Linked DNA regions of Sus scrofa: all the other regions are linked to region 1. The links are chromatin contacts, called in public Hi-C and HiChIP or PLAC-seq maps. All regions are on one chromosome and are shown on one strand. The core of a region is the stretch at or near the end of the contact, and the rest is flanking DNA. Distances in the headings are between cores, read along the strand shown.

What was found. Hi-C and Micro-C count contacts between places; a contact is called where the count stands out from the background. HiChIP or PLAC-seq counts read pairs in DNA pulled down with a chosen protein or histone mark.
Region 2: an H3K27ac HiChIP or PLAC-seq map of skeletal muscle shows a contact between it and region 1. The contact joins two enhancer-like sites. A contact is called at or near these places in 2 of 47 Hi-C or Micro-C datasets (fibroblasts and omental adipose tissue) and 1 of 2 datasets of contacts at active chromatin or transcription factors (skeletal muscle).
Region 3: a contact with region 1 is called in a Hi-C map of omental adipose tissue, with 1.7 times the contacts expected there. The contact joins two enhancer-like sites. A contact is called at or near these places in 3 of 47 Hi-C or Micro-C datasets (embryonic fibroblasts, epiblast stem cells and omental adipose tissue).
Region 4: an H3K27ac HiChIP or PLAC-seq map of skeletal muscle shows a contact between it and region 1, with 5 times the contacts expected there. The contact joins two enhancer-like sites. A contact is called at or near these places in 5 of 47 Hi-C or Micro-C datasets (embryonic fibroblasts, mesenteric adipose tissue, omental adipose tissue and 1 more) and 1 of 2 datasets of contacts at active chromatin or transcription factors (skeletal muscle).

Annotation. Positions count from the first base shown.
Region 1 is chr7:91,673,513-91,679,729 of Sscrofa11.1, forward strand. The region is part of intron 8 of RAD51B (DNA repair protein RAD51 homolog 2); the gene reads left to right. Among named protein-coding and RNA genes, the nearest start is that of RAD51B, 84 kb to the left of the region's middle. Within about 2 kb of position 2,644, at least 20 of the 83 cell types and tissues checked have an H3K27ac peak or open chromatin away from gene starts, as enhancers often do. A contact at or near this core is called in omental adipose tissue and skeletal muscle, where this site is marked.
Region 2 is chr7:92,202,815-92,209,440 of Sscrofa11.1, forward strand. All of the region lies in intron 11 of RAD51B (DNA repair protein RAD51 homolog 2), which reads left to right. Among named protein-coding and RNA genes, the nearest start is that of ZFP36L1, 290 kb to the right of the region's middle. Within about 2 kb of position 3,652, at least 20 of the 83 cell types and tissues checked have an H3K27ac peak or open chromatin away from gene starts, as enhancers often do. A contact at or near this core is called in omental adipose tissue and skeletal muscle, where this site is marked.
Region 3 is chr7:92,342,559-92,349,441 of Sscrofa11.1, forward strand. It overlaps LOC110261623 (a long non-coding RNA gene), which reads right to left. Exons shown (of 3, transcript XR_002345986.1): 1 at 6,021-6,883; 2 at 5,730-5,797; 3 at 3,196-4,803. Among named protein-coding and RNA genes, the nearest start is that of ZFP36L1, 150 kb to the right of the region's middle. Within about 2 kb of position 3,998, at least 14 of the 83 cell types and tissues checked have an H3K27ac peak or open chromatin away from gene starts, as enhancers often do. A contact at or near this core is called in omental adipose tissue, where this site is marked.
Region 4 is chr7:92,236,864-92,243,328 of Sscrofa11.1, forward strand. The region is part of intron 11 of RAD51B (DNA repair protein RAD51 homolog 2); the gene reads left to right. Among named protein-coding and RNA genes, the nearest start is that of ZFP36L1, 260 kb to the right of the region's middle. Within about 2 kb of position 2,563, at least 18 of the 83 cell types and tissues checked have an H3K27ac peak or open chromatin away from gene starts, as enhancers often do. A contact at or near this core is called in skeletal muscle, where this site is marked.

The DNA.
Region 1 (6,217 bases), core at 1,394-3,893:
AAAACATTTAGGGCATTTGGGCTTCAATTTGAAAGATTAGTTGAAAAATAATTTTTTAGCACTTATTCTGTGCCTATCACTTTGCTAGGTACTGGGAAGTTAGAAGTGTAATTCTGATCTTGAGGTACTTACATTTGGGGAAAGATAGGCATACAGATAGATAATTTTTTTTAGAATACATTGAGGTAAGGACTTTACTATATTTTTTTTCTTCCCAATGTCTAAGTATACACAAAGGGGGATTAGAAAATATATTTGAATACTCCATCACCCGTGATAAAAACTATTTGTATGACAGACAAGAATAAAATAGATGCACAGTTTAGAATATTGATGATCACTGGGAAGGAGGCAGAGAGATGGGATTCAGGAGGGGCCCGTGTATAACTTCACTGGGTTTGGGAATATTCTAATTTATAAATTGAGTGATGGGTTCATAGATATATGTTTTAGCATTATGCTTCATAACCTACATAGTATGCATATTCATTTGTATCTATTAAATGTTACATAGTTTAAAAAAATCAAGATATTTGAGTAAACATTTCCCAGTCTTAATTTATTAGAAGCATATACTTAGGATAAATTGTGGGAGAAAAACTGATACTCAGCCAAATTATTTCTCTGTCTGTTTAGTATCTATTCATCCATCAATTTTAAAATTTTATTTACTCTAATTTTTTGAAATATAATAAAAATAATGGAGAAATCTTTTCACACGACCTGAATGCCCTGTTTCTGTGTTCCCCAAGGTTCCATGTACTCTGTCTAGAACCCAGTTTATAGGTCAAAAGGATTCTGTCTGCACTGGCCAGCCAGACATTTAAGTATTCATTACTTGTGCGTGTGTGTGTGTGTGTGTGTGTGTGTGTGTGTGTGTATTTAATGATGTTTGTGCATGGGATGTTTGTGCTAGGGATTTTGAAATACTGGAAGGGTTTTCCTATTTGCTGGGTGGTTTTAGAATTGAAAGCCATCAGTAGGAAAAAAGAAACAAAGAAAAATATTCTTCTTTCATCTATGTCCCATATTATACAAGTGTTAACTGAAAATAGCACCGATTTTCTGGGAAAGGCTGTGACTGAGACTTTTCTCACCCTTTACCCCTACTCCCCAATTCATGTTTCCTTTTTGCAATGTGGTCATGTGCTTGCCCAAGTCTGGCTTATGAACCGTGTAGAATATTTATGCAGTTTTGTTTTTTAAGTCCTACACTGTGCACATGATGCAGTATTTAATTTGGAATGGGCTCTGAGTTTAGTCACACGTGCTTCTTATGGTGTTTATCTTGGAATCCACAAGTAGGAGGGAAGTACTTTTGCATTTTATACATCTGGACATTGTTCATGATCCTCTTGTGACTTGGGAATTCTGTGTGGGGCAAAATCCAAAGAACAGTATTAAAAATAACGTGGAGTTATAATGACATCTGAGTGAAAAACCATGAGAATACCCTTCTGATCCCAGCAGAGTTTGATTTTGATGTGAATTTTTTCAGTTGTGTGTTTTACTGCTGGCCTGAGTAGATTGCTGGGATTAAGGTTACCTGACACCCTTGCAAGGAGGCTAAGGGGCTGCCAGACTTTCTTAAAGTGTATAGCAGATTTAGCTTTTTGGGGGGAGGAGGAGATTTTGGCCTTGATTTTGCATGAGCTAAGATAGGTGAAGTAAATTCTGCTTACTGTGCTGTGCCTCTGCCACTCTCTTGCACCATAAGCATCTTAAGATGATAAGATGATGATGACCTGTGAAGGTCTTTCCCTTCATTCCCTTGATCCTGCCCCAATCCATTCAGTTTAGAGCTAAAGGTTGATCCTAAGAACACTTCAGGGGCTGTATCAGGACTGAGGAAGGGCGGGCGTCTAGTAACCCTGTCTATCCCCTGATTACCTTTGAGATGTTGTTTCAAATAGGATTGGACAGGTATAGTACAGTACCTCCTTTTGGCTAGGATTCTGCTGGAATGGAAAAAGTGAGATGGGATGTACAGAAGCCTTGCTGCTCGATGAGTGAGTTTGCATATGGACAGTATTGCTTTTTGGCTCCAACCTAGTTTTCTTTCATTCCCATGTCTCATCTTTTATGCAGCTGCAGAGAGCAGGCTGGGAAAGCAGAATGAAAGCTTCAAACAGATTTGCACTTGAATAAAAGAAAGAATGATTTCTCTTAGAGCACAGACCCAATTGAGGAGGAAGCTGTTTGCTTTTTCACTTTCCGAGTAAGGACTGTTTGCTTTTTCCCCTTCAATTGTAATAAAAAGGGGAAAGAGCTAATAAAGTAGTTAGACCTGCTAGTTATATCTGATAGAGAATTTTCAAATGTGCTTAATAAGGCTTCTCCTATGATTATAAAAGAAGTAAATAGTTGGAGGGCAAAAGTCGAAATTCAGTTGAGGTTTTAGAATCAGTTGAATATGAAGTGGTTTGAGTGCTTGGATAAGACTGCTCAAGTAGAAGCTGTTTCTCTTTGCTGGTTTCTTTGGCCTTTCCTTTGGGAACTTTTCCCCTTTACTTTCGTAACGCATTTTGCAACTTTCAGTTAAAAAATATCCATCAAAGTTTAAACTTTTAGCAAATAAACACATCTCGATCCTCTGATGGGAATCACAACATAGCAGAGAATGGCTTGGCTTCAAGCTGGAGAGAGGTTAATAGTAGGACTCCAAGGATTGATACCAAGATCATGCTTGTTTAATGTTTTAATGACTCCAAACGGAAATGGTGAAATCTGCTGATGACACCAAATTGTTTTTGCTGATCCAAACAGGGATTTCTGGGAAGCTTCTTCATAGTATTTGGAAGAGTGGAAGAATTGGGCAATGTGGTAGCAGACACACCAAACTTGAAGTGAAGGTTTATGTGAAGTAGCAGGAATAACACCAGTACATTGAAGTTACAAAGACTGCCAGGTCTTCCAAGAGGAAGACTGTGGCATCCCCTATAAAGGACTTGGCTTTGATTCTTCTTGTGAAAGGAAGATTTAGGACAAAGAACATTTTGATATATAGAAGAGGAAAACTACTGTGGGGATAGTAGTAATTTCCAAGTGATGTCAAAGTTTCTTTGCTAATGCCAGCAGTGGTATAGCCAAATAAATGCTGTTTCCCTCAAATGGTCATGGAAGATTATATAGTCATTTTATGCACTTTTTTGGGGGGGCGGGGATAGCTCCTCCTTCCGACTGTTTTCTAGGGTGGCATGTCTTTATTTTTTAGGTTATTTTAGATTTTTTTGTGTAGCCACTGGTCACTTAGAACAAAGTATGGGAGTAAGATGAATGATCAAACTCGATAAATTTTAAATATAAGTTAAAGAGGCGAAACTAATTTTCTTTTGTTGCTTCAAAATTTTCTGGGGAAAATTATCAATGAGAAAATGCAAAAATAGGGAGTTTCCATCGTAAACCACAATGGTAACAAACCTGACTCTTATCCATGAGGATGTGGGTTCGATCCCTGGCCTTGCTCAGAGGTTAAAGATCTGGCATTGCCATGAGGCGCGGTGTAGGTCACAGTCTCAGCTAGGATTTGGTGTTGCTGTGGCTGTGGTGTAAGCCAGCAGCTACAGCTTCGATTCAACCCCCACCTAGCCTGGGAACTTCCATATGCCGCAGGTGCAGCCATAAAAATCCCCCCCCCCAAAAGCAATTGCAATAATATTTGTGTAATAGTAGCCAGAATAAGTTTTCTCCCCCATCTTTAGGTGATCTGCTTGTTTTTTTCCCCTCGGCTTTATTGAGGTATAATTGACAAAATTGCATATGTTTAAGGTGGACAGTGTGATGAGTTGATGTATGTATACATTGTGAAATGATTACCACAATCAAGTCAATTAACATACTCATCATCTCGGATAGTTACTATATTTCTGTGTGTGTTGAACTTACTTAAGATTTACTTTCTGGAGTTCCCGTCGTGGCACAGTGGATAACGAATCCAACTAGGAACCATGAGGTTGCGGGTTCGATCCCTGGCCTTGCTCAGTGGGTTAACGATCCGGCGTTGCCGTGAGCTGTGGTGTAGGTTGCAGACGCGGCTCGGATCCCACGTTGCTGTGGCTTTGGCGTAGGCTGGTGGCTACAGCTCCGATTTGACCTCTAGCCTGGGAACCTCCATATGCCACGGGAGTGGCCCAAGAAATGGCAAAAAGACAAAAAAAAAAAAAAAAAAAAAGATTTACTTTCTTAACTTTTGATGAGCATCCCCCCATTTTCCTTACCTTAGTCATGGTTAACCACCATTCTACTCGCTACTTCTGTGAGTTTTTTAGATTCCACATATGAGTGAGCTCATACAATATTTGTCTTTCTCTGTCTGGCTTATCTCGCTTATCATCATGTCCTCCAGGTTCATCCATGTTGTTGCAAATGGCAGGATTGACTTCATAATAAATTCTTGATTGATCTATTTCACAAATGTCACTCATTTAGGTATGGAAGTTATAGAGGCTTGTTAAAGCACTTGTTTCATGACATTTTAGACACACCATATTTATAAGTGACCTTCTCTTTTTAAAATTGTTCTATGGCCCCCAAGCGTACTCTTAGGGAGGGATCAGAAGGTTTTATAGTTAACTGGAGATTCATTTAATGCATTGATATTGTCTCACTAAAACTTCCATCTGTATAATGAAAAAGACCCTGCGGGTTAATAAATAAGATATTCACTGTCACAGGAGCTATGGACTGGCCATCTATATCCATTCCTCCAGCCATCCATTCATTCGTTTACTTCAGAGGAACAAAGGGTCACAGCCCCTTACCTCAAGAATTTTTTTTTTTTCTGGCATGGTGGTATATCTATGTGAAACAAACAGCAGTCAGTTGCACCAATATTAGTGGAGTAAGTCAGTGGTTTTCAAACTTTATCTGTGGAAACTGCATTTTGATTAAGTGATGGGAATGTAGCTGAATTTTTGTCTTCGCTTTTCCCCTTGATGAGAATCCCTGGAGCAACTTTTAAACCCATTGGAACAGAGGATAAGTTATCTGGAAGGTCAGAGAAGAGCTTTGTGTACAGAAAGCAGCTAGGGAGGCTTACTTCATTTCTTCCTTACTCTTCTAAGATTATTAAAGCAAAATTAAGAATTTCCATTTATCAATCCTCTGCTTCCCTATCTTGAAAGTAAAACAAAATCTGCCCCCCCCCCTTATTTAAATTTATGACAGTTTTGCCTTCATAGTTTTCTGTGTTTAAAATCTTTGTTGTTGTTGTTGTTGTTGTTTTGGCTTTTTAGGGCCACACCCACAGCATATGGAAATTCCTAGGCTAGGGGTCAAATCAGCTGCAGCGGCTGGCCTACACCACAGCCACAGCAACACCAGATCCAAGCCGCATCTGAAACCTACAGCACAGCTCCTGGCAACTCTGGATCCCTGACCCGCTGAGAGGGATTGAACCCCCATCCTTATGGATACTAGTCAGATTCGTTTCTGCTGCGTCACAGCAGGAACTTCTAAACTCTTAAAATAAAGGAAATGTCAGGAGAACATAATCTAAGAGCAGATGGATAAAATACATCTTAAAGCTCCATGGTTCTAAATTCTGGGCCCAAGACTGGTTATGTCAAATTTGACGAAGCTTTCAAATTTCAGCTCAAACATGTTGAATCAGAATCTCTGGATTAGGGCCCAGGTATTTTAATGAGTTCTTTGGATAAAAATCACATCTCCTAAAAATTAGGTGTATTTTTTAAAAAAAGCCTAAAGATAGAATGATGTTAGAATGTATGGAAATAAAGCATAATGTAGAGTTTCTCCTATGAAGTTCTGATGACAAAAGTTGAATTAATCATTATTTGAACCCACTGGTAATAACAGAAAGTTTGGTATCATGGTTAAGAGATAGATTCTGGACCCAAAATCCAGAGATAGATTCTGGATTCAAATCATAGTTTGGTTACTTACCAGCTGTGTTACTTTGGGCAAAGGTTTTTTTGTTTGTTTTTGCTTTTTAGGGCTGCACCCGCTGTATATGGAAGTTCCCAGGGTAAGGGTAGAACCGGAGCTGCTGCTGCCAAGCCATAGCAACGCAGGGTCCGAGCTGTGTCTGTGACCTACACCACAGCTCATGCCAAGGCCAGATCCTCAACCCACTGAGTGAGGCCAGGGATCGAACCCACATCCTCATGGTTACTATTCGGGTTCGTAACTCGCTGAACCACAACGGGAACTCCGTGGGCAAAGTTTTAATAATTCCTCTGTGCCTCAATTTCCTTAA
Region 2 (6,626 bases), core at 2,402-4,901, 530 kb after region 1:
CAACCCTATCAGGGAAGCAAGTGTGGGCAAAACAGAGCCTTGAGGATTATACCCATAACCCTTGGTGCTAGTGAAAACAGAGACCCATCAGGGAAGGTGCTCAGAAGCTCTCTGGGAGGCAGAAGCCAGAGGAGCCATACCTTGTCCTCTTTCAGGTCGAGGTCCAAGTCCTGCTTAAGACTGTGACGCTAGAGTCTCTGTGATGGTGGGACTCAAAGATGCTGGTGAGGCATTTCCCAGGGTTTGCCCTGGTCCAATGCAGTGGTCAGTTGTTTATGATGATAGGAGTTCGGTTTACACTTCCTCCCTGCTCCGTTGGAGTCCCTTTGTCATCAGGCAAGTCACAATTTCTCATCACTGGGAAACCTGTGAACAACAGCAGGACTCGTAAGACTGGGACCCACGACTCCTCAGTGAATTCCGCACTCCTTTGAGGCACTGCCTAGAGTTCGGGGAGACGCTTGCCAGGGAACAGGGACCTGGGAACAGCAGTGGAGATGGAGACAGTAAGATGCAAACCAACACCCCGGACAGGAACTCTCAGCTTCTATGCACAGGGGGTCTGGACCTAGAGTTGACATTCTGTGCGAGCTTGTGTGGCGCTCTCTTGAGCTGTTAGTCCGTTCAAACCCCAACAGAACCACCTCCCAGAGTGGGTGGCCCAGGCCACTGCAGCCCAAGAGATGTCCTTCCTTGGTTAGAAGGTTCTCCATCTGGAGCCCTGGAAGCCATAGGTTCCTTCGGGAAGAGGCCTGCGCTCACCCCTCCTGCTCCAAGGCAACTGCTTTCTTGGTATCAAGCGTTTCCCTGCCAAGAAAAGCCCCTGGGGGGATGCTGAATATTCATTCTCTCTGCCTGTGCCCACAGTGTCCCAGCCATTGGTTAGCCCCCAACAGCTTCTGAAATGATCACCCTTCTAATCGGTGGCATTTGCATGGGCGGAGGCTCTTCCTTCAGGTTTCCTTACAAAGGGGTTTGCCTCTGGGGACGGGTGGGGATCCTCTCCTCTGTCCTCCCTATGCCCCCATGGACCCCTCCATCACTGTGCCACCGCTGAAGTCATCGGCCTTCCCTTCCTCATGTCTTTCCCTGATAGCCTGGAAATCCATAGAGCAGAGGGACTGTCAGAGAGCACACGGGAGAAGGGGGCTGCCTGGTGTCCTAACTGAGGGGTGCCTTGAGTCTGGGGCAGGGGGGGTACCCCCAGCACTCACGAGCCAGTGGGTCTTGGATAAAGGTACTTTTCAAGGGAAGTGTAGTCTGGCCTAGCTGAGTCTCATCCTCATCCGATAACACCTAGTGCTACATTTTTTTTTAACCTAAAACATGGAGATAGATTAATTACCCCACGCCCAGCACTGGATTATTTGTAGAACTACATATGAAAAAGATTTTGTCATGTCTTTTCCATGGCCAGTGCCATGCCTATAAGAGAGTGGTGTTAGATAAAGGCCCCCAGCTTTCTTCCTGAGCATCCTCTGATGAACGGAAGCTCTTTCTGTGATTCAGAGGCCCGGCTCTCCCTGCCTCTGCTGCCAGTTTCCCTTGTGACCTTCTGTGAGTCACTTTGTCTCAGTGATTCGGGCTCATCATCTGTGAAATGGGAATATAGGGTTGTCAGGGCAAGTACTTTGAACCCACAACTGAGTGGCAAGATTGTTGGCACTGTTCTCTGTTGCCTTTGGTTAAATGAGCATAAAGACACTGCCCTAAAGAATGGTGTTCGGGAGTTCCCCTTGTGGCTCAGTGGGTTAAGAACCTGATTAGCATTCATGAGGTTGCAGGTTCGATCCCTGGCTTCACTTGGTGGGTTAAGGATCCAGGGTTGCAATGAGCTGTGGGGTAGGTTGCAAATGTGGCTTGGATCCAGTGTTGCTGTGGCTGTGGCATAGGCTGACAACTGTAGCTCTGATTTGACCCCTAGCCTGAGAACTTCCATATGCTGTGGGTATGGCCCTAAAAAGACCAAAAAAAAAAAAAAAAGAGTGGTGTTTAGAAGGGGCCAGAGCTTGGTGTGATGTGGGGACTGAGTGGATCCTAAGTCTCTCCCCTCTTGTCATGTGAGTGGAATGGTGACCCAGTAGCTCTCCAACTGAGGGGTCAGCAGACTTTTACTGTGAGGGGCACATAGTAAATATTTGTGCTTTGCCGGCTTTAGCATCTCGGCCACGATCACTAAAGCAGGTTTATTTTCCACCACAGAAAATACATACACTGGAGTTCCCATCATGGTGCAGTGAAAACGAATCCAACTAGGAACCATGAGGTTGTGGGTTCGATCCTTGGTCTCACTCAGTGGGTTAAGGATCCGGCGTTGTCATGAGCTGTGGTGTAGCTCGAAGACGCGGCTCAGATCCTGCATTGCTGTGGCTGTGGTGTAGGCCGGCATCTGTAGCTCCTATTCCACCTCTAGCCTGGGAACCTCCATGTGCCATGGGTGCAGCCCTAAAAAGACAAAAAACAAAAAACAAAAACAAAAGGAAAATACATACATACACAAGTGGGCTTGGCCATCTTCCAATAAAACTTTATTTGCACCATCAGGCTGGGGACCAGATTTGGCCCATGGGCCATGGTAGGTTGACCCCTGCTTTAGCTCGTGATAGGTGCCCAGCAAAAACTCGGGAAATCAATTGGTGGAAATGAGTCGAGACTGCTCTATCCATTCAGATCCTTGATTTTGCCTCTCTTTCCACAGGCCCAGCTTATGTGCTCCTGCCCTGGGGTCACAGGGGCAAGGCCCTCACCTCCCCTTCACTCCCCTCCCCCAGCTTTGTGAGATGACAGGCTCTTTCACCCCCATTCCCCCCCCCCGCCTCGTGGAGAGCAGACTTTTTGTGGCTTCCAGGATCCGTTCCCCTCCCCCTCCCCACCCAGGGCCTTCCCCTTCCATCCCGTTTGTGGGACACACAATTTGTAATCTCCTTAAAACCCGAGAAGCGAGGTCTCTGATTCATGTAGATTAAAATCAGCTGCAACCTATTAATGGCCCAGAGCCCAAGACAGATTTTAGGAAACAAAAACACTGGACCAAATTAGACCGAACTGGCCTCTGTCTCCAGGGGAAGGAGCTGGGGTAGGAGGCTGGGAGTGAGCGGAGTGGCCATGTGCTTTTAATTAGTTTGGATTCTCTTCCTGAAGCTAATTCACCCAACACAAAGCATGTGTAGCGCCCTGGAAGCGGGCAGCCTTAGAGCCAGGCTCTCCCTGGTGCAGCCCCGGGTTCTGTTGGGGGACCCGGGGCTGGTTGTGTGTGTCTGTAATTAACAGGTTTCAAAGCGGTTATTTTGGAAAAGAGAATTTCAGTGGCGCGTTAAAATCCTTTCATCAGCCATCAGCCAGCGTCCCGAGGCCTTCAGCAAGGCTCTGGCCACTTAGGGTTTCAGAAAGCTTTGAATTCCCAGGGTCTTGTTTGAGAATGTGGAGGCTTGTATCATGGGTTTTTATGAGGCTGATGGTTATGGTGATTTTCATTATGTTGTTGGGTGACTGGGATCGTAAAAATGTTTCTCTCTTCCTAGAGAACCCAAGAACACGACAAAGAAAAGCCCCTGCCTTTATAAAAGTTGCGTAACACACAGGCTATGACTCCCTCATGGGAAAGAACTGGCTCTGCCTCTGGGCGGAAGGTGGGGTTGCCCGGGGAGGCGGGGGTGGGGGGTGAGGGGATCATGAGGCTAGAAGAGGCAGGGCGCCAGGCCCCTGGCTCCCCTTCCTGGGACCTAGAGAGATGCCTTCTGCTGGACTCCTGCTCGCAGTGTCTCAGTCCAGTGTCCCTTTGCCTCCTGGCGCATCAGGGCTGTCAACAGAGCTGCAAAGGTAGCAAAGGAGTTTGCATTCTTCAGGATTGGCGCTTTGGGACACTTCTAAGAGTGGGAGGAAATGGGCAAATTCACATGCAGCTTAAAATAAAGCACGGCGGTGGACAGGGAGCCGATTCCGGCCAGGCTGGGTGGTCTGATGGTACCTCTGGAGGGAGGTTGCCTTGGGCACGGGATCGGCTGCCCCAAGGCTGAGAGAGGAGGCAGGAGAGTCACTGGGGCCTTCTCTTGGCACCCACAGCCCAGAACCATGGAAAGGAGGGTAATAGGTACCAAATCCCACAAGCCACAGAGATGATTTCTTAGCACTCTGAGTTTAAAACCTCAGAGCCTGGTCAAGCTCCCAGAATCACCATATGGAGCAACAGGAACTTGGGCTAAGCCTGCGTTATTTGATAAATGGAACCCCAGCCTGGCTTTACTTCCTATTTTGATGATGGCTACTTTCCCGAACCTTCCTCCTTTCATGGAGGACCTGAAAAATATTCTGGGGAAATTGCTATGAAATAATCTCTGGGGCTTAAAAACAACGGGGTGGTGGGGGGGGGGGATGTCTCCAGAGCAACAGGCCTGATGGTCAGCAGGTCACAAGTAAGACCTAGTCCACAATAAAGCAATGACGACATGTTCAGAGAATGAGAGGGTGTCGGGGCGGGGGGGTGTCCCTCTGAGCTGGGAGGGACATTGGGGTCCAGCCAGGCCAGGACTTCATTTTACAGATGAGGGAGCTGAGGCCTGGAGCCAGCGGAGGGGGTCCAGCCCACAGTCTCTGACTCTCAGAGTTTGCTCACCTCTGCAGCTCCTCACCAGGCCACAGGGTCCCTTTGCCTTGACATTTTCATTCCTTCATTCAATATTTATTGATTACCTCCTGTGTGTCAGGCACCTCTAGGTCCTAATTTTGTACCTGTGAATTTTCTGCGGTGGAATAAAAGAGGTACACTTCTGTGGAGCACATTAAAGAAGGGAAGGGAAATTGCCTCCCCAAATCCAGATTTTGGGAAAACGTTGTGAGCCTCACGTCTTTGAGAAACACCTGCTGTTGGGTGTGCCTTTCAAAGGACCTGATTTTATCCCTGTCCCATAGGGATGGGACTTAGCCAGGCTGCCTCCCCTTGCAGGCACCTGGGCGTCCTGGCCCAAAGGATTCTGGGAATGACCATCGTCAGGGATTCTGTGGGTCCAAGTTTGAGCCAGTGCTGTCGGGAAGCCAGGCCAACTGGGGCAGTCCTGGTTGTAGGGTTCCCCCAATCTGTTTGCCGTCGTCCTCCTACAGTGCACTCATCAGTCCTGTGCCCTTGTTTGCCTCTGTGTGAATAATTCCTCGACCATAAATCAGAGAACTTGGCCCAGAGTTTTGGATTAACTGGGATCTTTACCTTTCCCGAGGCAAAAGAAATGAAAGCAACAACAACAACAAAATAAAGGAGTTCCCGTTGTGGTGCAGTGGTTAACGAATCCGACTAGGAACCATGAGGTTGCAGGTTCGATCCCTGCCCTTGCTCAGTGGGTTAAAGATCCGGTGTTGCCGTGAGCAGTGGTGTAGTTTGCAGACTCAGCTTGGATCTGGCGTTGCTGTGGCTGTGGTGTAGGCTGGCGGCTACAGCTCCGATTAGACCCCTAGCCTGGGAACCTCTATATGCCACGGGAGCGGCCCTAGAAAAGGCAAAAAGACAAAAAAAAAAAAAGAAAAAAAAGGAAGTAACAAATCTCCTTGTTTCTCATGGCGTAGCATCCACATCGAGGACACGCTGAACGGGGGAGCGTGAGCCAGGCCTGAGTCTACCCACCCCTCCTCAGCTCCTCGCACCTGCTGTGAGCAGTCACGCACGCTGCCTTCATGGACTCGTTGGTTCATTCAACAAATATTCAGTGAGCAGCTATGAGCCAGGCTCCATTCCAGACACTGGAGATACAGAGTGAAAAACACAGTGTCCCTCCTTGCTTTGTTTACATCTTAGTGGGGGCGACAGATAATAAGCAAAAAAAAAATATATACACACACACACATATATGTTTACATATATACATATATCAACTCGTGCTAAGAGCCTTGAAAATAGTAAAGCAGGAAAAAGAGACTGCGGTGAGGGGGACCCTCTCTTACACCCAGTGGAGTCCGGAAGACCTCTCTGAAGAGGTGACGTTTGGGCAGGGGTGGAATGAAAACAGCCTAAGCCATTCAATCCTGGGAAAGAGTGTTCTAGGCAGAAGGAACAATAAATGCCAAGGCCTGGGGCAGGGACCAGTCTAGTGTGTTGGGGAACAGTGGGAAGTCAGGACTGGAGCAGAGTGAGTGATGGGGACAAGGGGACACAAGGTCACAGAGGTAGGCAGGGTCCAGCTCAGGGAGGGAAGACTTGGGCTCTTGCTCTGAGCATCAGGGGATGTCTTTGGACCAGAGCAGGGGTGGGGCAGAGATGCAGGCTGGAGGGCTGTCGAGAGGCTGACAGAGCAATGATAGGGGCCAGCTCGGGTTAAACATTTGCCCTCAGACCCATGGCAGGCGGCAGCTGCACCTTATGGGCGGTGCCTTGCGTGGAAACCTTTGAGGGTTGCATGTTTCAACAAGGTAAGGTGGGGCCTGGGAGCTCACTACCTCTCTACCAATTAGTCTTAAGCCCTAAGAAAGGAAATGCTGCTGTTTAAATAGCGTGGTTGGGACCCGTGAGTCAGAGGGTCCTCCATCAACCAGATCACCACGGGTAGGCTCTGGGAAATTGCTGATTCAGGGTGTCAAGCCCCCCGCTGAGAAGTCTGGCCGCCTGTTGAGGCCTCTGGATGCCTTCAGAGGAAGCAGGCTCA
Region 3 (6,883 bases), core at 2,748-5,247, 670 kb after region 1:
TGGGGACCCCCCAAATATATACAAATATACACACACACACATATATATATAAATACATATATTTGTGGTGTTTTGCACTGTACTTTGCATAGTATATATACAATATACATTGTAAAATACAATAAATTAAAATTTTCAAAAATAAACATTCTGGTCTCTTCCCCTTACTCCAAAAAATCAGCTTGCACATACCCTATTTCGGAGACCATTCCTATAAAAGAAGAGTATTAGTGGGATATTTGGGGGTTCCTTCTACCATGGGCACTCACAGAGTCTTGTGAAAATTCTGCACCCTCATTTCTATCTGTCACCAAGGATAACAAATAATGCCCTCTGGAGCTTGAGCATGAAGAATTTTTTAAACTGGTGGGATTAAACTCACTTTTGGCAAAGGCACACACACACTCACACACACAGAGAAAAGCAGGTTATGCAATTCTGCCTGACCTTATGCAAGTTACGCAGCCTCTTTGGGACTCAGTTTCCTCATTACTAACATGGCAGGGTTAGGCTAGAGAGCTGCCAAGCCGCTTCTCGCACTGACATTTTGTGACAGTGATGTTGCTGGCAGCTTGGGGATGGTGGGTAATCAGATCTGCACATCACTCAGCCAGGCAGCTCTGACGTTAGGAAATCAAGCAGAGTCAGTCCTAGGTGGATGACCAGGAGCGCAGGGTGCACTCAGGCCGGTCCTGGCCATCCCCAGGGGCAACCCTGGCACCAGTCAAAGCAATGGGACCTGAAGAATTTGGAAATCTTTAGAAGGAATCAGAGAAAAACAACATAAGGACTAAAGCCTTGGAAAATGGATCCTCTGAGGAAAACTCACAGACATGGAATTCCTCAGGTTAGAGAAGGGCATTTAAGATGGATCGAGCCTCAAGCTCCTGGCATTTGAGCAAATGTTTGAAAGAGATTGTGACAGTCTCAGATGAAGTACTTTTGGGTGCAAAGAAGAGACCTATTCTAACTAGATCCCAGAAATCCACAGCCAGAAACACAAGTGTAACCAGGACTCCCGGGGACAGAAGGCTGTGGGGAGCTCGGCCAATGCTCTCTTAGCAACTTCATGTTCTGCATATTCCCCAAACCTCTGCTCTCCTCTTCTTACTCCCACTTTCCACTTCACGGCAGGAAGGTCAGCTTCCAGCCAGACATCTTGGCCCCCACTCCATAGCTACACTTTCAACACCCGTGACCATTGTCCATTGGCCCAATTTTTCCTCTTCCCAGTTTAGATGCCCCTGAAAGGATTTATTTATCCCAGCCCATCTTTTTGAGCCAGGCCACCCCAGTCGTTGGTCATCATTGGTGGGTCCCCCATAAGTGGACCCCCAACCCTGTTCCAATCATGTGAGGAGGGGAGATGAGTCATGTGTGTAGAACATGGCTGTTTAGGGCAGATTTCCTCAGATAGGCATGTGGGCAAACTGGCTGTGAGAAGCATCTTCAGCTCTTCAGCAAAGGGACCAATTGTCTTTTTTTTTTTTTTTTTTCCGCTTTTTAGGGCTACACCTATAGTATATGGAAGTTCCCAGCTTTGGGATCAAATCAGAGCTGCAGTTGCCAGCCTACATCACAGACACAGCAAAGTGGGATCCAAGCCACGTCTGAGACCTATACCGTAGCTCATGACTACACCAGATCCTTAACCCATGGAACAAGGCTAGAGATTGAACCTTCATCCTCATGGATCCTAGTTGGGGTCATAACTCCCCGAGCCACAGCAGGAACTCCCACCAACTGTCTTTTAATCTGACACTGAAATGAAAATAAAATAAGTCTGATCCTGAGCTCTTCTACGGAAGAAAAATGTAATCGCACCACTCAGGACAGTCTTTGAAATTATCTGGGACTCCTCCTGCCTCAAGGTGCTTTGACACAGGGCTCCCTGGAGGTGGTAGCCTGACCCACAGGGCCTCTGAGAGTCTCCTTTGGCCTGTTGGCCTGGAAGAATAGAAGGTCACTACCCCTGGTGGAGCCTAATTTCACCATCAAGCTTGGCTGATGGGAGATTAGCTATTTGAAGACTTTCCGGTATCTTCGGATTAAGCGGTAACCAGAAGATACCAGAAACCATCCAAGGACTTTAAGGACTTCCCTGGTTGGCTTGGCCTGTTTGCATCTATTCTGAATATCCAGTTTCTACCCAGAACCAATACCCAACTCAATTCCTCTGAGTCACTATCCTCCCATTCTTTGTTACATGTGGCTCTTCTGCTCAGCATCCTGCCCAGAAACCCCCATCCTCTTCCAGCACATAGAAAATAAGACATTCATGAACAAGTGGGTTCATGGCCTTTTCTTCTGTGCTGGCTTTAATCACACTACCAGCCTCATGTAGATGCAGGCAAAAAACCCAACCTCAAATGCAAGGGCCTTGAGAACATAGGGTTCAAAGGAGAGTAAGGCTTCATCTACCCAAAACACAACTACCCAGACACCTCACTATCTAAAATCAGACCAGAATCTGGAGATGAGCCAAGTGACATCTAAGTGGCCAGAATTATCTGCATAGGCGCATATTGGTTTATTTAAAGCAGCATATAATTCAAAGCAACTGTCCCCAGAGGACTAGATGAACTCTTACCCTCTCAGAAAGACTGAATCCCGTAGGAATAGAAAAGGCTGAATTCCTCACTCCTATTCTATTTACTTTTTGTTTACACAGAATTTTAACGAGTTTGCATGTCTGGTTTCTTAACCCAGAACAGGCTAAAAGAAGTTAGGCCATGAGGTCACTACAGGTAAAGTGATACGCTCCCTGATAAAAAGAAAACCCAGGAACCTCTCCCAAAAGCACCGTGATAGGGCCACACATATCGCAAAGGTTTGGGACCTACTGGAAAAGCAGCACAGGGCCTAAAGTTTATAAAAATTACTCTAAACAGAACCACAATGTTCAATTAAAATCAGTATCTTCTATCTTAAACCCTGGGAAGTATGCGACTGTTTTCTAGAAAGATTGCCATCAAAAATTATTGCATTTTAAATGTGATGTTGCTGGGAGCTCCCATTGTGGCTCAGCGGGTTAAGAATCCAGCTAGGATTCATGAGGATGCGGGTTCGATCCCTGGCCTCACTCAGTGGGTTAAAGGATCCGGCATTGCTGTGAGCTGTGATGCAGATGTGGCTCAGATCCCGAGTTGCTGTGGCTGTGGCCATAGGTTGGCAGCTGCAGCTCTAATTCGACCCCTAACCTGGGAACTTCCCTATACCACAGGTGTGACCCTAAAAAGACCAAAAAAAAAAAAGTGATGTCGCAAACGGCAAACCTTTAGCCTGCTGGAAATCTCCACTATCCAGAATGATACAGTGCTTTCTAGATAACTGAGGTTTTACTATAGTTCCATTTGAACCCTCTAGACTTTTTCCTAAAGGACTGTAGGGCACCTCATCACCCAGGGAAATGATGTTACTTTGACGTATATGCTATTTCAGATAAAGCAGCAGGGGCTTAAGGAGGTTTTACTGTATTTGGTTTGCAGGCTCCGTTTGGCACCATCTCTTTAAAAGGCTGCCTGCCTTTGAACTAATCCTCTATTTATAATCCAGCTGGAGAAAGGCCTCAGCAATATATACAAATTCCTAGGATTTACAGAGGGCTGCTCATGTAGCTCTGAGCCCCCATGCAGAGCCCCTGCGTTGGCCCTCACTCTCCAGAAAACCCCCTGCCTCCTCATTGACACATCTCGGTGCCATGGCCTAGGGTCCCCTGGCACATCCGGGAATGCACCCATGTTATCAGTGGGGAGCACAGGACCCATCAGGGGACAAGGGCATGAGCTGGATTCGGCTCTGTAAACACCATGGCTCACACAGGACAATCCACACCGTTGAGATGCCCTTTCCTAAGGGCCACGCACTGAGGCTTTGGGCACTGCTCTCCCCATCAAGCCCCTCTTTGCTTATAACTCATTCCCTCCCCGCCAACTTCGCATTTTCCTTTTCCCCCCCTCGCACAAATTATTGCAAGTCATGGCAGTCTAAATATAGCCCCTGGTCTGTTTTCCAGATGCTGAGACCTTGACATTTTCCTGATGTCTCTCCAGAGGCCGCCTCGCTCTTGCTTTCCTTTCTCCTTCTTTCTCGCCTTTTTTTCCTCCCCGATACTCCTGCCCTCTGCCTCCCAGGCTCCTCTTGTCTTTCCTGCTTTTCCAGTTCAAAGGAAAGTTCTAGAAGCAAGGCCTGAACCTTGGACTGCCCTGTCCCTAGCTCTCCGACAGGGCCAGCAGGGGAGCAGAAATAGAACCAAAGGAAGAGGGAAGAAACAGGGACCTCTAGGCCCCTCAGCAATGAGCTCCTATGAGTTCTTGTCATCCCTTCATTTACTTGCTCCATCCTGGGAGCCACTGAACCCCCATCCTTCCCTTCACCCCCATGGGCTTCATTTTCTTGGGTCCTGGGTGCCAAAGAGTGGCTGGTCACTTCCTCCATTTAGAAATCACCTGTGGTACTGAAACATAGCCATTAGGACTTGCTTCAGCCATCATTTGCTTGAGGTTAAACAATGTCCATTCCTTTGCCTTTCTTCATCAGGCCTAGGCATCCAGAGCTTTAATCATTTGCACAGGTTCTGTCTGTACCATCTCCAAGTAGGCCATAGCCGGGTAGGCTGTGAAGCTGGGCCTTGAGTCCTCTGCCCTAATAAGGGTTGACTCCTGCTCTATGCGTGTATTGGAGGAATTCACTCGATACTGCTCCATCCCACGCCTCTGTCTAATCAAAAAGAGGTGCTACTGTGGAGATGTGTGTTCATGCCCAACCTGACATCCACTCCAATGGTATAATATCGGTCCTTTCCTGCAGTGAAACAAATTTTGATTCAAGTACATATTTTATTTCATCATTTTCAATAACCTTACTCACTATTAGTCAACTTTTTTCTTTTCTTTCTTTCTTTCTCTCTCTCTCTCTTTTTTTTTTTTTTCTTTTTTTGCTTTTGAGGGCTGCACCTGCAGCATATGGAAGTTCTCAGGCTAGGGGTTGAATAGGAGCTGCAGCTGCCAGCCTACACCACAGCAACAGCTATGTGGGATTCTTAACCCACTGTGAAGTCAGGGATCGAACCTGCCTCCTCATGGATACTAGTCAGATTCTTAACCTGCTGAGTCACAACAGGAAATCCCTAGTCAACTTTCTTAAAATCTAATTGTCAGTCTCAAAGTGACCCACGTGCTACAGATGGAGAGTATATAAAAGTATTAGTCTGTTCATTTATTTTTTTCAAAAAATAGTTATCAGACACTTCTTTAGGCCAAGCACTGCAGATAAAAAGATACAAATAAGAATTCACCTCAAGAGGGAGTTCCTATCGTGGCTCAGTGGTTAATGAACCTGACTGGTATCCATGGGGATGTGGGTTTGATCCCAGGCCTTGCTCAGTGGGTTAAGGATCTGGCGTTGCCTTGAGCTGTGGTGTAGGTCACAGATGCGGCTTAGATCCTGTGTTACTATGGCCGTGGTGTAGACCAGCAGCTACAGCTCCAATTAGACCCCTAGACTGGGAACCTCCTTATGCTGCGGGTGTGGGCCTTAAAAAGATAAAAGACCCCCCCCCCAAAAAAAAAGAATTCACCTCGAGAGACACACGTCCTGGTACAGAGCATCTCAACCTCCATACCATCAACATTTGGGGCTGGTTGACCCTTTGTTGTGGGGCTGTCCACTGCCTTGTAGGGTATTTAGCAGCATCTCTGGCCTCTACCCAGTGGTTGCCAGTAGCTTACCTCCCCAGAGTTGTGACGGTCAGCCATATCTCCAGACATTGCTAAGTGTCCCCTGGAGGCAATTGTCCCTGGAGGATAGACAAATATATAATTGATGGTTACAGTTCAAAGAAGTCTTACAACAGAGGCATGAATACGGGACTGTGCATGGAGTTAGAGAGCATCTGAGCTGAGTTCTAAAGGATGGATACAAGTTTTCTGGGTAGAGACAGTGTTAGGGGAAGCACAGCCTAGACAGAGGGCATGGCATGTGCAAAGGCACAGGGGCATCAGAGAACAGTTGGGAGGTACCTGGCCATGGCAGGTGTCTGAGTAGGCACGGGAGATGAATTGGGGCTGGCTGCAGCTTAGAAAGAGCCTTGTGTGGCTAAGAGTCTTGCACTGATCCTGGGGATAAGGGAAAACAAGGAGGTATTTAAGCTGGGCAGCATCATGAACAGATGCTTTTTTGGCACGGTGGGATGGTGAGGGGGAGAAGTTTGGTAATGGTTCAGGAAGAGATGATGTGAGCTTGCATTGAGGCAGCAGTGCTTGGGAAGGGAAGGAAGAGGCAGGGTTTGGGAGACGTTTCTGGGACAACATGCAGGACTCAGACACAGTGAACGGGGGACAAAGAGAGAGATTAGGGTTGGATGTGACTCCCATGCTTCAGAGTAGATGAGATCCATCTGCGTCCATTAAGGCCTTTTTCTATCCTGGAAACACTCTGGAGTTTGCACCGCGCCTGCCCAGCAGGGGAAGATGAGCCCTTGGAAATACATTTACATCAGGGAGTGTTTACATTAATCCTCCTTCCTCGCCTGCCTTTAGACCAGGCTCATGGGAGGCATCTGGTGGAAAGAACCCAACTTTTAGGAACTGGGTTAAGGAACTGAGCTTCTAGTTTTGTCCCCAGCAGCGCCTGGCAGTCAGGTGGCTCTGAGCCTCAGTCTGTCCATTTGTGATGGAAGGACGACGCCCCCCCCAGCCCCACCCCACCAGGATGTGGTGTAAAAAGGGCAGTTTCTGTGGGTGGTTTGGACCCCTGGAGGTACTTGGCACTTAATGCCTGCAGTTGGCCAGGCTCGTGAGTGGTTGTAATCAGGCCTGATGGAAAGGCCCCTGACTCCACCGCGGCCTTGAGCGGCTGCCAACTCCGTGACCGGCCTGCTTTG
Region 4 (6,465 bases), core at 1,313-3,812, 560 kb after region 1:
CCCCCGCCTCTCAGTCTGGAAACAGCTTTGCAAGTTAACCTCCAGGGGCATTCACTGGGCTTCCAGCGGGGTCCCCAGCCCCACAGGCTGCCAAAATAGGCTCTTTACACTCCATAGATGGGAGAGAAAAATCTGCTTGTTCGGTTGCAACTGTCAAGCAAAGGACGTGCTGAGCTCAGATAGAAATAGCAGCAGGGTCAGGGCAGGGCAAGGCCCCAGCATTTCATTAGCTGAGCCCGCTAAGGGTGATTAAATGCACACAGTGGCCCATGAATGGGGCCATGGAGGGCAGCCACACAGCGCAGCACAGAAAAATCATTCTTTGGCCGCTGTCAGCTGGCTGAATGGGACTTAATTATTGGGATAATGAGAACTGATTTTCATTGTTTTAATTTTGGGGAAGGGGTGAGAAAGGAGGGACTTTTTTTCCCCCTCATCTGGCTGAAAGGATGCTAACTATGGCCTCCAGCAGGGCCCCACATCTTCCGGGCTGCTGTTACCTAAGCCTCCTGCATTTGCTGTGTTTTATGGATGCACTAAGAAAGGATGTTAGGCTTGTCTTCTATGTCGGTACTTCCTTTAGGCCATGTACCCCTGGCAGGATGTGTTCCCAGAAGAGCATGCCTGTGCTGGCATCTGACCCCAGCAGCTGTACCGAAGCAACACAGACAGAATCCACTGGACAGATCTGTCTGTTCTCAGCCGCTTCCAAGTGCTTCCAGGTCATGAGTGAATCCCATCTTGTTCCTTTTTGTTTGTTTGTTTTTAATACAAGATCTAGAGAATTTAAACAATCTGCTGAGGTCAAACACAGGGGAAGAATTCTGAGTTCCCTGTGCTTATTTTGAGGCTTGAGGCCCAGGGGGTCCCTTACAGTCCAGGGTAGGGCTCATCAGAACTATAACGGCCAGAAATCCTTGACCATTGAGATAAGCTCTGACCCCATGAGCTATGAGTCATTAATCCATCTCCCTCTTGTTCAATGTAATTCACCCGCCACCCTCCCAAGATCTTGCTCTTCATATAGAAATAAGAAAGTTATTTATTTTCCAGCTTGATCACTCTTTTCTCTAAATGACATGTATGATTAGCCATGTGGTCAAACAGTGAATATTTGCAAACTTAGGTTCTAGGTGGAAATACATGATCCATCCTCCCAAGAAAGTCAGCAGGGAAGACCCAAAATGTTTAGAGAAACACACAGCCCCTAACCAGGGGAAGGAGCAGAGAGTGGTTTAGGAGCAGGGAAGGAAGCTTTATGAAGCTGATGGAGGGTTGCTGGGATTCCAAGTTAGACAGAATTTTAACCAAGAGCGAAGGGTGGAGTTAGATGGTGTGTTTGAGAGAAGGAGACAGACGTTGGAATGAAGAATCCATGTGAGGCAAGAGATTTAAGATTTTGTAGGGGTTCTTGCTATGGCAGCGGGATCAGTGGCATCTCTGCAGCAGGATGCAGATTCGATACCTGGTCTGGCACGGTCGGTTAAAGGATCCATTGTTGTCTCAGTTGTGGCATAGGTGGCAACAGTAGATGGGTGGGATCTGATCTCTGGCCCAGGAACTCCACATGCCGCAAGGCAGCCAAAAAAAACAAAACAAAAAAAAAAGGATTTGGTAGAGTAGGGCCAGATGATGAGAATTGTAAAAAATCAGAGTGTGCTTTTGTTTTTCTTCCTAGCTCCATCTTTGACCATAAAAAGTGATTGTTGTTACTTTTGTTTAGTTTTTATTTTCATTCCCCTTCTCTCCCCCGCCACCCCACCCCACCCCCCCGCCCTCCCGGCCTCCCCACTTTAAAGAAAAGAGCAGAAAGCACAAGGCTGTGGCCTCCTTTGTGGAGCACAGAGAAGGAGACTCTCTTTGATGTTTCAGGGGTTTTAGGTTTGAGTTCCAGACGGATGCTGTTGCCTGCTCAGGGACTGTGGGCCTATATTCCCCCTAAAAATCCTTATCCTGCCCCATTCTGTTTAGCCTCTTCTTTTCTTAAAGACTGGACTGGATGTAGGCCAAAATCTCCCCGTATTGATATGTCGCTTTATGGTTTTTCAAGCATGTATCACAATTCCCATTTCGTAGATGAGGCAATTGAGCATGTTAAGGGAGTTGGCTACTGAGTGATCTAGCTGGGACTTCGACCCTGGTCTTCTGATTCCCATTCTAGGCTCTTTCATTAGACCAGACAGCCTCTCGGGTAATTAGAACAAAGTGACACAGTGCACAATTAATTCAAAGAAGAGACTAACTCCATTTGAAATGTCAAAGAGACTTGGGACAAGATAGGTGAGAATTTCAAAGGTGTTTTGTGGCATTGGCCCCAGGGACATCTAGACACCCTGCCAGCTGTGCATGAGAGACACAAATCTCAAAATCAATTTAACTAACCTTCATTTATCTTGGAAACACAAAAATATAGACGAGAACTTGGCTGGAATGAAGAGCTTCACACCAAGCCTGCCTCCCTGCTCCTCTTGTAGAAAGTTTCATGAGCCCCAGTGTGGAAGACCTCACTGTTTTGTTTGACTCTTGAAGGCCACCTCCGCAGACTTGCTGCCAGGAGAAGGTTCATACTGACTCAGAAGCGAGAGGGCCACCGACTGAATCACCACCACTTACTACAGTCTTTTGCTCTGTGTTCCTTGGAAACCTCTTGCCTCAGTTTGGGTTTGACCCAACCCACTTAGGAGGAGAGAGAACAATTTTACAGCCCCGCATGGAGTGACTCCAAGCCAGTCGTATCTATTTCCAAGTGATCTGACGCAGCAAGTCGATCATATTTCCTTTGGAGGCTTGGCTGAGGACAGTTGGGTTGGCGACATGGAACCAGAGTGAATAAAATACAGCTGTCAAGAAAAAAAGCTGCAATGCTCCCTAAGGAGGGAGGACGCATGGAATGCTCAGGCCAGGGGTGGGGTGCTTTCTGGGGAGACTGAAAACAGAAAAGAGGACAAGGTGACCATGTGTGAAATTCAAAGGAATCAACAGTGATTTGAGAAAGCCGGGCAGATTGGCACATGCCCAGGACCTTTCTGAGAGCAGGCACTGAGCCTACATAAATTCAGAAAATCTACCTCTTATTTTTATTCTTACCTTTAATCAGATTTTTTACTGTAATTGTTATGCTTCATTCCCTCCACTTCCCCCCCTACCGCCCCCACCAAAAGAACCAGGATCTTTGAAGACATTTGCCAAAAACCAACAGACCCCTGTGTTAGATTATTCTGGTCATAGGGAAAAACTACTTGGGAGTTCCAAACAAGTACTCTAGTTGCTTGGACGGAAATGGTGTTCCAAGAATGGGATGGAGGAATAACAGAGAAGATAGGAGTTGGTTCTTCCCTGTGAAGGGATGAGCTGAGCCCTAGAACCAATTTACAAGCCAGGGACACTTCCGTTCTTGTGGATACAGGCAAATCTTTGAGCACCAGTTTCCACCGGGAACATATCTGCTTCATTGTTCTCTGCTTTGATTGTGCAAAAATCTGTTCAAAGACCTAGTGACAAAATTAGGCTCTGTGAAGCTGTTCCTTGAGCAGGAGGAGGTGTGTACCTCTGGCTGTCCATTTGGCAATGGACGCCTTCACACTGCTTCTTTCCATCAAATATTTTGGCCACTAGAGTTGTTTTAGCAGGAAACAGTCTACAAAGGACAACAAGCACTTCCCTTTTCTTCATCCTCTTCGCAGTCAATTCAACTGGCAGGTTTCAGGCACCCACTGTGTGCCAGGCTTTTTTTTTTTTTTTTTTCCGAATGGAAGACCGCCTTTGCCCTCCATGCCTTAGAAATTTAGCAAGAGAGAGAGAGTCAAATATTACAAGTACCTGGGGCAGAAACAGGGTGAGAAGCCACAGAAACTCAGGGGACAGAGCCATGGTAAAGATGCTTCACCAAAGGCAGCCGTGAGAAAGGGGAGAGGGACAAATGCGTGAAGAGAACACACTGACTGCACAGACCTTTATTTGCCAGGAACAAGGGGCTGGGGATTCAGAGATGAATAGGATGCAGAGCATAGGGTGGAGGGGAGCCAGGAGGGAGGGGGTGGTGGAAGAGGAGCTGAGAAGAGATTGGACCAGATTGGCAAGGGCCTTGCCTGCCAAGCTGAGGAGTTTGCACTTTGTCCTCTAGGTATTCAGGAGCCTTTGAAGGTCTTCATGTGGGGGGTGGCAGAGATATCCACGCCACCCCTTATTTCCCACCCCAGCCCCTGCTTCATTCCTCTTGGAGTACTTCTTACAACAAAGACGTATTTTATTCACTGGTCTGTTTTGTGCTTTTGTTCCCATCTGGCTCCCCAGCTGGGATATGAGCTCCATGAAGAGAGGGACCCTACTGGCCCTGTTTACTGTGGTATGCCCAGTTCCGGGCACAAAGCAAGCCCTCGGCAAAGAGTCTGGGTGTAGACACTCGTCTCCCATTTGAAACGTGGAGGGCGATCCAAGGCTGGAAGAGCCCATAAGAGGGATTGAAGGTGCAGAGCGAGGCTAGGAGCCTGAGCTGGCGCAACGGTGGCACAGATGGAAGGGATAGGGAGGGGTCAGAGGTGACTTTAAGGTTTCCACTGGGATGTCTGAGTGGCCGGTGAGATCATTGACGGAGGGGGAAAGGATGGGGGAGGGACACCAGGAGGCCCTTGTCATGGGAAGCGGGAGAGCGTGGCTAATGAGATCCGTTTTGGACATGTGTGATTTGAGACAACTGTAGAATGTTCAGCATCTCCAACTGGAGAGATTCTGCAAACAGTTGGCAGTATATGCGGGCAATTCGGGAGATGGCTTCGGGCTCAGGTCGCAGGTTTCCAGTGGTAAAGGAAGCTGGCCGAGAGGAAGGGCATGCAAAGAGAGCAGAGTTTGAAGAGGGGACCAGAAGCCCAAACCTGGAGGAAACATACTTGAATGGGAAGGTGGGAAAGAAGAGGAGACAGAAGGCAAGGTCTGAGGGCTAGAAGGAGGAGGGAGGAGGGACTTCTGGCCACGATGGAGGAAGATGGGTCCACCTAGGACAAAGCAAAGGAAATAGGAGCTGCCACCTTGGGGGACTCACTCTGCCCATTTCGTACCATGTTAATGATGAAAGAGGGGGCGGTTCTTAGCCATCCTGGGCCCCTGAGAAGAACAGAAATACCTGTGTATAGTCTATCAGTATGTCCTCATTCTGACAGACCCTGAGGCTAGGGCCAGATTTAGGCTGCATGGTGGATGTCCTCAACTTGGAAACATTTTGGGGGGCCAGCTCCAACTCCAACATCCTGCCTCACCTCACCTCTACCAAGAACGGCTCAGGGGCCCTAGACGGCTGATAACAAAAGGCCCCCACTTTGGGGTCCAGTTCAGGATCTAGCAGGTGATTGCGGAGAGCAGCTGGTTCCAGTTTGCTTAGGGATGATTTCCTCTGGGAGCTGGTTCACGTGTTCGACCTCGGCCTCCCATCTGTGTCACCTCCTTCTCTCAGCATCCCCCCCCACCCCCCATCACATCCCCCCTGATTTCTCCAGACCCTCGCACTGCCGGCCTTCCAGCTACGTGTCCTGCTTTCCAGTTCCCGCCTGCTCAGACAGGCCAGGGACGGCCACACTGGCTTTGTTCCTGAAAATGTTAAGGAAAAGAAATGAAAACTTGAAGAGAAGGCCAGGACACAAAGCAGATGGATGCGGAGATGCTCTGGCTCCAGGGAGGAGCATAGGGGTCCAGGGGTCCCACTCCCTCAGAGTCCTAGAGCACAAGGGAGGTTTCTGTGAGCCTCGGGTCAGGATGAGACAGGCAGCCCTGATCGAAGCCTGAGAGTGGATCACTCTGTTGGAGCTGGTTCCTGGCTGGCCCTGCTCCCCTCAGTGCCTGGTACCCACCTCTTCCCCTCTCTCTGGTGTATTGAGGTCCCTCCCAGTCTGGAAAGTCTCTGAACGAGCATCTGCAAGTTATGAGTCTGTACGCTCTTTACCTGGACATCTTTCCTCCAGATTAAGAACAGGCTAGGCTGGGAGCCTGCTGGGACCTCTCACATGGAGCACACGCCCATCATTCCCCTCTTGGTCTCCCCCAGAGCTCCATTGCCTTTGCCAGACGGTCAGGCCCTTTTTATGAATGGAGTCATTTAGTTTTTGTGGTTGACCAGAGCTTTCCTGGAAGAGGCTGCTTGGGGAAAGAGGACTCACAGACCTAAGAGTCCAAAGCAAGATTCTGGTAGAGGACCTCGCAACACACACACACACACCCACGAAGGGATCCTGCCTTAGAGGTCTCAACAGTTTCCTCTTAGGTAGGGAGGCAGTAGGAGGAAAGGGAGCCTTCTAAAGTTAGCACATATTCTCATAGTCTATCCATTCAACCATCCATCCATCCATCCATCCATCCAACTATATCGCTCTATCTCTATCTCTACCCCCTTCCTTTGCTAATTGCTCCATCTCTCTGTTTTCCTAGAAGATGGACATTGCCAGGACTTCCTCACCGCTCTCCCACCTCCCTTAGTGC